Regions from separate parts of the Ovis aries genome. Here region 1 is linked to region 2. The links are chromatin contacts, called in public Hi-C maps. All regions are on one chromosome and are shown on one strand. The core of a region is the stretch at or near the end of the contact, and the rest is flanking DNA. Distances in the headings are between cores, read along the strand shown. Region 1 overlaps TBC1D5 (TBC1 domain family member 5). Region 2 overlaps TBC1D5 (TBC1 domain family member 5).

The links. Hi-C and Micro-C count contacts between places; a contact is called where the count stands out from the background.
Region 1: a Hi-C map of hypothalamus shows a contact between it and region 2, with 5 times the contacts expected there. The contact joins two enhancer-like sites. A contact is called at or near these places in 6 of 16 Hi-C or Micro-C datasets (hypothalamus, liver, muscle and 2 more).

Annotation. Positions count from the first base shown.
Region 1 is chr1:275,396,069-275,400,221 of ARS-UI_Ramb_v3.0, forward strand. The region is part of intron 5 of TBC1D5 (TBC1 domain family member 5); the gene reads right to left. Among named protein-coding and RNA genes, the nearest start is that of TRNAW-CCA, 30 kb to the right of the region's middle. Within about 2 kb of position 1,908, at least 6 of the 54 cell types and tissues checked have an H3K27ac peak or open chromatin away from gene starts, as enhancers often do. A contact at or near this core is called in hypothalamus, where this site is marked.
Region 2 is chr1:275,223,172-275,227,348 of ARS-UI_Ramb_v3.0, forward strand. TBC1D5 (TBC1 domain family member 5) reads right to left here. Exons shown (of 24, transcript XM_060396797.1): 17 at 1,379-1,464. Among named protein-coding and RNA genes, the nearest start is that of TRNAS-GGA, 12 kb to the right of the region's middle. Within about 2 kb of position 2,775, at least 7 of the 54 cell types and tissues checked have an H3K27ac peak or open chromatin away from gene starts, as enhancers often do. A contact at or near this core is called in hypothalamus, where this site is marked.

The sequences.
Region 1 (4,153 bases), core at 658-3,157, 170 kb after region 2:
CAGTGTTTCATACATCAAAGACACTGCTACCTGCCATGTATGTGTGTTTTAATTATTTTGATTTTCAAACCACTGAAACTTTTCATATATATTTTAAACCTAACATTTATTTCCTCTTGATTCTCTTTACATTGTTTTTATGCTTCAGTTAATTCTTAGCCACTTCAAGTTCAAGGAAATCAATTCTTGGGCTTTTTGAACATTACTTTAGTTCATTTGTATTATCTATGATATTTTAAATATACTATCCATTTCCCATTAGCTTCACATATATCACCTACATCTCACTGTTGAAATTTTGCTTTTAGTTTTAGTCAAAATGAGGAAAAAAAATGAACAAAGAACAATATAGGCGTACATCTCAGAAAACATGCTTCTGTTTAAATAGCTTATAGTCTACAAAGAGAAAACACAGATTTCAAATGGCATAATTTGTCTGAGACCATGCAGCTCCATGACCTGAAAGCAACCGTGCTTTTCAGATCAGAGAGGGAGCGTGTGAGGCAATGGCTCCCCCAGACTCTCCCAAAGCAGCTCCTACACACAGGGCCCAGCGCACCGTGGAGGCAAACGCAGCTGGCTAGATCCACTGCCGTCTCATCAAGTTCCGCAGCCTTTTAAGGCCAAGTCACACAGCACTTACGTAATGAAGGATAACTATCTGTTGGCTCAAATAAGACCCTGTGCCTTGATTACAGTGTTGGTAAAGAAGAAAGGAGACTGAGGCATGGGAAATGGAAACATTCTCTCTGAAATTCACAATTATTTAAATTTATTCAGAGGTACTTATAGTTCTAATTAAAACACAAATCTCAAACTGATGGAGAGCTCTGACAACACAGGCACATAAAGGCCACAAAATAATCTACTAATTGTCTTTCTCTTCTATGGGACGGTGTTTTGCTAATAAACTGTGATGCACAGTAAACATAATAAACATTTACTCAGTGCCTGCTGTGTACTTAGCACTTAGAGGTGTTTTTTAAAAGCATTCAGTTAAGGGAGCAAACGGATGTGTCAACCAATAATCATGGGATTAAGGCAAAGCACTGTGGCAGTTCAGAGGAGGGAGAAATAACTTTACATCAAAAAATTAAAACTCAGTGTAAAACACGATAAGTAGTATCCCCACAGGCACTGAAATGCCACCCAAAAACTTAGCTGCCAGAAGTCGAACAGTGTACAGAGGACAGAATGTGGGAAAGCTGAACCCGTTGACGGGAGCTGGACCAAAAGAAAAGTTCTTTCCAATCACAAATACAAATGGTGGCCAACAGTCTTGAACCTGGGAAAAGAATGTTAAGTACTGAGGAGTCGGCGGCGGAATTTTTCCATTTAATTAACAAGAGTAAAGAAGAGATAGTTGTTAACTTTGTGTTACATAAAACTATATAGTCTGTCGTAGCAAAAAATCTAGCAATGATGCTCTCAAACTGCTAAAAAAAAATCCATTCATGTTATGATATGTTATATTTTGGGTAAATCACTTTTAACCTTTCCAACGACCCTCCTGAGTATTTTCAACCCCTCTTTATGAATGACAAAACTGAGTCTCAGAAAAAGTAAGTAAATTGTCACAAGAGAGAAAGAATGAGAATGCGGGCCAGACCGCCCTGAATGACGGGGCTGGCAGCAGCAAAGGGAAGCGTGGTTCTCCACACACCAAAGGACGAAAAGGCCCTAAGAGGGCAGGAGAGGGATGCGCCTTGTATCTCCTTCCTTACAGCTTTAGGTTTTGAACATGAGGTCCAAAAGTATAGAGATACGTTTTCACCAGCTGGACTGAGAACGTGAGTCAGCAGATGCTGTGAGTGGTTAAGAACACAGGGGACATTTAGGTGCCTAATTGCCGCAAATGGAACAGATTATAGAGACCAGGCCCTTGAAACCTCTCATAAACATGCCCTGGTGCCACCTAGTGGCCAAGTCTCTGCAGTGCAGGCACCGGGTCCCTGAAAACATGTTCAGGGACTCACTCTCAGGAGTCTTCTCCACCACCACAGTTTGAAAGCATCAGTTCATCAGTGCTCAGCCTTCTTTATGGTCCAACTCTCACATCCATACGTGACTGCTGGAGAAATCATAGCTTTGACTAGACGGTCCTGTGTCAGCAAAGTAATGTCTCTGCTTTTTAATATGCTGTCTCGGTTTGTCATAGCTTTCCTTCCAAGGAGCAAGCATCTTTTAATTTCACTGCTGCAGTCAACGTCCGCAGTGATTTGGGAGCCCAAGAAAATAACATCTCTTAACATACTTCCCAAGATATGCACATAACATGAGTGTGAAACTGGTTAGCACCTTCTACATCTAACTGTTTAATATTTTTCTAACCTGAAGCTTGCATAAGTGACATGGCAATTTTGAAATGAAAAAATTTCTGAATTGCTCTCCCAAATGAGGATACACAGAAAAAGCCCTCTATTGTATATTTTACATAATGGTTTTGCCCCATTTTTTGGTTTTCGTTAGACAAGGAACAATGTCTCTATGGAGTTAACACAAGAAACCCCGGCACCTACAATAACTGAGCAGAGGTCACAGGCTACCCACAGTCTAGTCCTGAGGGCCTCCAGTCACTTGGTTAAGAGGTACTACTTTGCTCTTGCAGATAATGAAGTTGTGGAGTGGAATAGAGAAGGGCTGTCCCCACAGGGAAGGCTGAGACGTCGCTGCAGAGAAGGGGCAGCTGGGATGGGGGGGGGGGTGGCACAGGAGCTCTCAGCGGTGGCCGGTCAGCCAAGGCCGTCTCGTCTCTGTGGTCTGACCAGAGCAACAGCAGGACTAAAGGCCAGGCCAAGAAAAGGTGATCTTTAAACTGGACAAGATCAGAGTTAGATGGGAAGAGTATCTAAAGGCACGGAACCACAGGGAAGAAAGCTGCACCTGATGTGAAGTGGTTTAAATAACTTTACTATCCTAGAGTGCATGTCAATATGTGGAAAGACTGCCATATTAATTATGACCGTATTTGCTTTATCAAACGCAAAGGGAAAAGGACACAGTTAAATTTTTAATCTGCAGCGAAATGTGTTAAGGGAAGATTCCTCTTAATTAAAGGACTGTACCATGATTCCAATATTCACATAAAAAAGTATGTGTCTTTATAACATTTTAAAGGTATAGTTTTTTAAAATACTATTGGAATAGAACAAGGAACATCTAACTTAAAAATCAAAGGAAATGGGAGAAGCGTAAATTAGGAATGTCAGCATCAGACTCTTAAGTGTGGCCCCAGATCTGGGTAAGCTGCGTCAGGACTGCAGGTGTCGGGATCAACCAGATAAACACTGATGTGATCTGTAATTACCTCATTTTTAGCTTAAATCACAGGTAATGAGGGAACTCAGAGACTCTAAAAGGCAATTAGAAACTGTACTGGCTTTTTTGCTTCCTATATCAGGAATTTTTAAAAACTTACTTTTATTCAAAGCTTTTTTCCCCTTCATAACAAAACATCAGGGCATATTACTTATACATAAATACTCATAAAGACAACTCACAATTACTCACAAGCCTAAAATGGATTTCTTCGTATTTCTAGGTGGAAAATGCTCTCATGTGGTGCAGCACCATTGAAACAAAGGCAGCAGGCAGTTCGGGGGGGTGAGGCAGTTCGTTAAAATCAACTTACTATCATGCTTTGATTCAGTTTTCAGATTTAACTGTGACTCAAGAAAGTTTGAGCCTCCAACTCAATGTGCACATGGTAGGTAATGAAGAACGGCGTTAGCAACAGTTCTGGACTGCCAGACATAGGCTCTACTAAGCATGTGAAACATAGCTACTGCAACTGGACAATGACAGACCTTATTTTAGTTAATTTAAACCTAAATTCAAGCAGCCCCACGCAACTAGTGGTTCCTGTATCGGACAGTGAAACACAAGGTGCTTTAGGACGATAACCACACACACATTTCATTTTGTAAAGTAACACTACAAAGGCTCAAGGGATGTAAAGATAAATACGCATATGACACACACTCAGATAGCGTTGCTGGGGAAAGAAGACAGAAATACCTTAAAAGTCAGACAAGACAAATGGTTTCAAAAAATCAAGACGATTCTGTAAGAGAGGTAACATAGAGGAAAAGTCACTGCAAGTAAAGCCAGTTACACAGGCAAACGTTTGCTTTTCTCCGTTTCTCGCCCGCTG
Region 2 (4,177 bases), core at 1,525-4,024:
CCCAGAAAAATTTGTGAAACTAAATAAACAAAAGTGACTATAGGGAATGAACCTTTTTATCTGTGAAAGAAAAATTAGATGGACAAACAGAAAAGAGCTTCAGGCCTTCCCTGGTGGTCCAGGGGTTAAGAATCTGCCTTGCAGTGCAAGAGACGCTGGTTCGATCCCCGGTCTGGGAAGATCCCACATGCCACCGAGCAACTAAATCCAGGCGCCACAAGTACCAAGCCAGCACTCTGGAGCCCGCGGGCCACAGCTTCTGATGCCTCAGAGCCCAGAGCCGGTGCTCCACGGCAAGAGAAGTGACTGCGATGGAAGCCAAGAGCTGCACCTACAGAGCGCCCCACCCACTGTCGCCAGACAGAGCCTGTGCCCGCCACGGAGACCAGCATGGCAAAACCAGAGCCTCGCAGGATCTGCTCTCATAAGCACACAGCCCCAGGCTTCGGACAAGGACACGGGATTTAAAAATACTGCAGGTTTAAATATAGCTGTGTTCTTATAAAATCCTTCTCATCCCTTGGACTATGGGTTTCAATGTGTCAGGAATTATGTCTTTTTTTTTTTTTAACTCTAAGAGAAGAACGTATCATGTAAGTGTACTCCATCCGTGTATACTTAGGTTGCTGAGCTTCTACTGAAGAAAAGCTAGCAACAGTCAAAATGCTTCAGGAAGAAGATCTGGGCAACTTGCAGCATTTATCATGACTGACATTTCAGTCTTTCAGAGTAAACTTCGAAATTAAGCTCTAATTTGAGATGGTTCTGGTTTGACAAGTCAACTCTTGAGACATCTGAGTATGGTATTATGAAAGAACAAAACTGTTCATCAACCCTTTATGCAAGTGGGAATTTCTTTTAAAAGTAGGATTTTAATGATTTTTTATTCCTACAGTGACCCTTAAAGTTTCTATGTATGTAATCACAAATGCACACATAAGATGCATTTATAAGCTTATTGTGCAGTTCTAAAGACAGTTGGGAAACCCAATTTTAATTTTGTTACTGAAATAATTTAAACATATATTATAGAACTGCCTCTTTTCAATCAATAGAAAGGATCCAGAAAGAGATTATACATGTAGGCACAATTTATTTTAGGTTTATTAGTGTTAGAAAAATGAAGTTGCCAAAATTCAATCTGTAACACGTACTCTGGTATTTATTTAATTTTTATGACCACTGACATCAACATACATCCTTTTCTCACACCTCAAAGAAAAACTCAGATAATTCATTTAACAGAGATTTATTACATGCATTAACCACTGATATGCTAAAACCTGGAAAATTATTTTCAGCAAATGTGTAACATTTCCTGACAATCTCCAAGAACATCTTAGTGACTCAGAATGTCCATCAGAGAAAGAGGACTTACCGGCTTTTATTTACGAGGTCTGCTCCTCGGGCTTTGTAATAATCCAGATTTGGATGGAACTGGTAGGTCACTGGTCTTGGATTTTTCTATAGAAAAAAAGCAAGAAGTTAAAATGTATAAAATTATATAATTTGTATATTAAGACAAAAATGATGAAACGATTGCTTTTATACTCTTAAAGAAAAACATACATATAATAATGATGTTTAATAATTAATGTGCTTGGTATTTTTTTCATTGTTGAAGTTTTGCCCCAACTTATCTCTGTCTGATTAAACACCAAAATTACTTAATACATTTTACTTTCACCTGCCTCAGGTCACACTGATCTCTTCCTTTCATTAGATTTCTTTTCAATAATTTTGATCAGTTTCAATATGCCTTTCCAAAATACAATCAGATAAAATTACAACAAAGCTGAGGTATTATGTAAGATGGAACACCAGTACAACCTATTCTCAGGGCTAGGAGACACAACAATGGTTAAGAAAGCTACATTTTGAAGAAGAGCAAAAAACAGTTTTTGACAACTAGGATGCTACGTACGCCCACTAGATGGCACACTGAGTCTTTCTTCTTCTAAAATGACTGTGTTATTCTGGAATTTGGCAATTCTTTTCAAGTTAGCAGTTTCTATGCATCTGTTCTTACATACGAGTTGAATAAGTACCCAGGTAGTGGACATATTATCAGGGTACCACCACAATACAAAAGCAAACTGACCAATGCACATTTTTATAAAAGCAGCAACACACTGCGCTTTCTGGCATTTAATATTATTTATAAGCTTGCAGAAATGTTCTTGAATCATTAGGCTGGGTGTGTCTACTTAAACAGGTTCTATTATTTAATGTGTCTATAATTTGTAAGTATCAAGTTCCTCGGGCAAATAAAAATTAATCAAATACACTTCTATAAAAACACACTTTTTAAAAAATGTAACACGTTAATAGCATAACCTGAATATCATTATCTCTAAAAGGTTAAACTACGTATTTTTCATTAAGAAGTTTTTTTAAAACAAGTAAATGTGATCCAGTGTTTACCTAAACATGTAATTCAAATTAATAATTTGGACCTTGAAACAGCACGCCCTGTCCTTTGAGAGAACCAACTAGACACAGAAAGGCTGGATTTTATTTTAATATAAAATTATCAACATGCTTTCATATCAGTCCTTGGAGACATAACCCCAAGGCACAGATATACTTTCATGTAGGCGGGGGACATAATTGCTAAGGTTAAATAGTTTGAAACTCATCAAGCTAACAAGCTGCATCTTAAGGCCGTAATGGACCTTTTCTTTTTCTGCTGAAAAGAGAGTATTTACACAGCTCAGCCCTTTCATATCTCTTCCAAGTCAGCCCTAATCATCTGACAAAAATGACAATCCCTTCATTTAGCTCCAGCTACTCCTCCACTGGTTTGGTATTCAGTGCAGCTCTACGATAATCAGATCTGAATTGCCTTGATGAAGACGACGGATGCCTCCATGACTGCCACACTATTAAGCCCAACAGCGCAACTTCTCGCTCTCTAGGAATTGCATAGGTTTCCTCGTGGTAGCTGATGACAACCTGGACCCAAGCATAACAGGATAAACGAAACAGGGGTCAAAACCACTGGCCGACTGACAGTGCATTCATGATTTATTTTTGAAATTAACTTTCCTAAGAGTATCACTCATGACCAGTTTTGCTCCTTATTCTCAGTACTTGGAAACATTTCGTTTTTGCTACTATAAAAGGCTTTTCTTCTCTGACTTTCAACAAATTAATAAAAGATTCTGTTACCTTTTGCTAGAAAACAATGAAAAGAAGGGAAGGCACCGTGCAGTTTCTTGAAATATCTTTATAAAGAAATGACAGCAATTCAAGACATGAAGTGCTGATCCACCAAAGCACTTAAAGCCTTTATTAGGAATGATGATCTAACTTGAACACATGAATGAGGCTCAAGCACGGCTCTCACTGAGGTCTATTCAAATTCCTAGGAGACTTACTAGTATCAAGTGACGAGGCGGCTTAAAGTGACACCACACAGGGATAGGAAAAAAAAAAAAGAATGGAAAGATGATGTTGAAAAACAGTATTTGAAATGTAAGAAAATAAAATCAGAGGTTACAGTTGAAAGTTATTCAACAGATTTTCTATCTGCTGTTACTAAAACATAAGTAGGTACACCACGGATGTTCTAGACTAGCACAGTCCCACAGACGTATAATGCAGGTCACAAATACAAGCTTCATATGTAATGTAAAAGTTTCTAGCAAGCCACATAAAAAAAGAGAAAAAAAAAAACAGAGTGAAATTACATATAATAATATTTTGTTCCATTTGACTTATCCAAAATGTTGACACTAAAAACATGTAATCAGTATAAAAATTGAGACTTTTACATGCTTTCTTTTGTACAAAGTGTTTGAAATCCAGCATATATTTTACAGATAGCACATCTGAGTTTGGACCAGCCACACCTGAAGGGCTCAATGGCCACAAAAAGACTGCAGCCACTGTAATGAGCAGAACAGAACCAAATGTCTGATATGTAAGTAAGGCAACATGTGGCTACAGAAATCACATATATAGACACATATTTATAAAAGGCACATACTTTTATACAGTAAGATTCAGTACTGACAGTTCTTTAATTCACCTATAATTCTTCTCTTTTAACACATTATTGACTGAGAGGTGTTTGCAGAAATGAATACCTGTGGCTGGCGATTTATTAAGTGAATCTCGAAATGTCTCAGGTCAATAATGTTTGGGTAACAAAAGACGTATTAATATGTCTCTG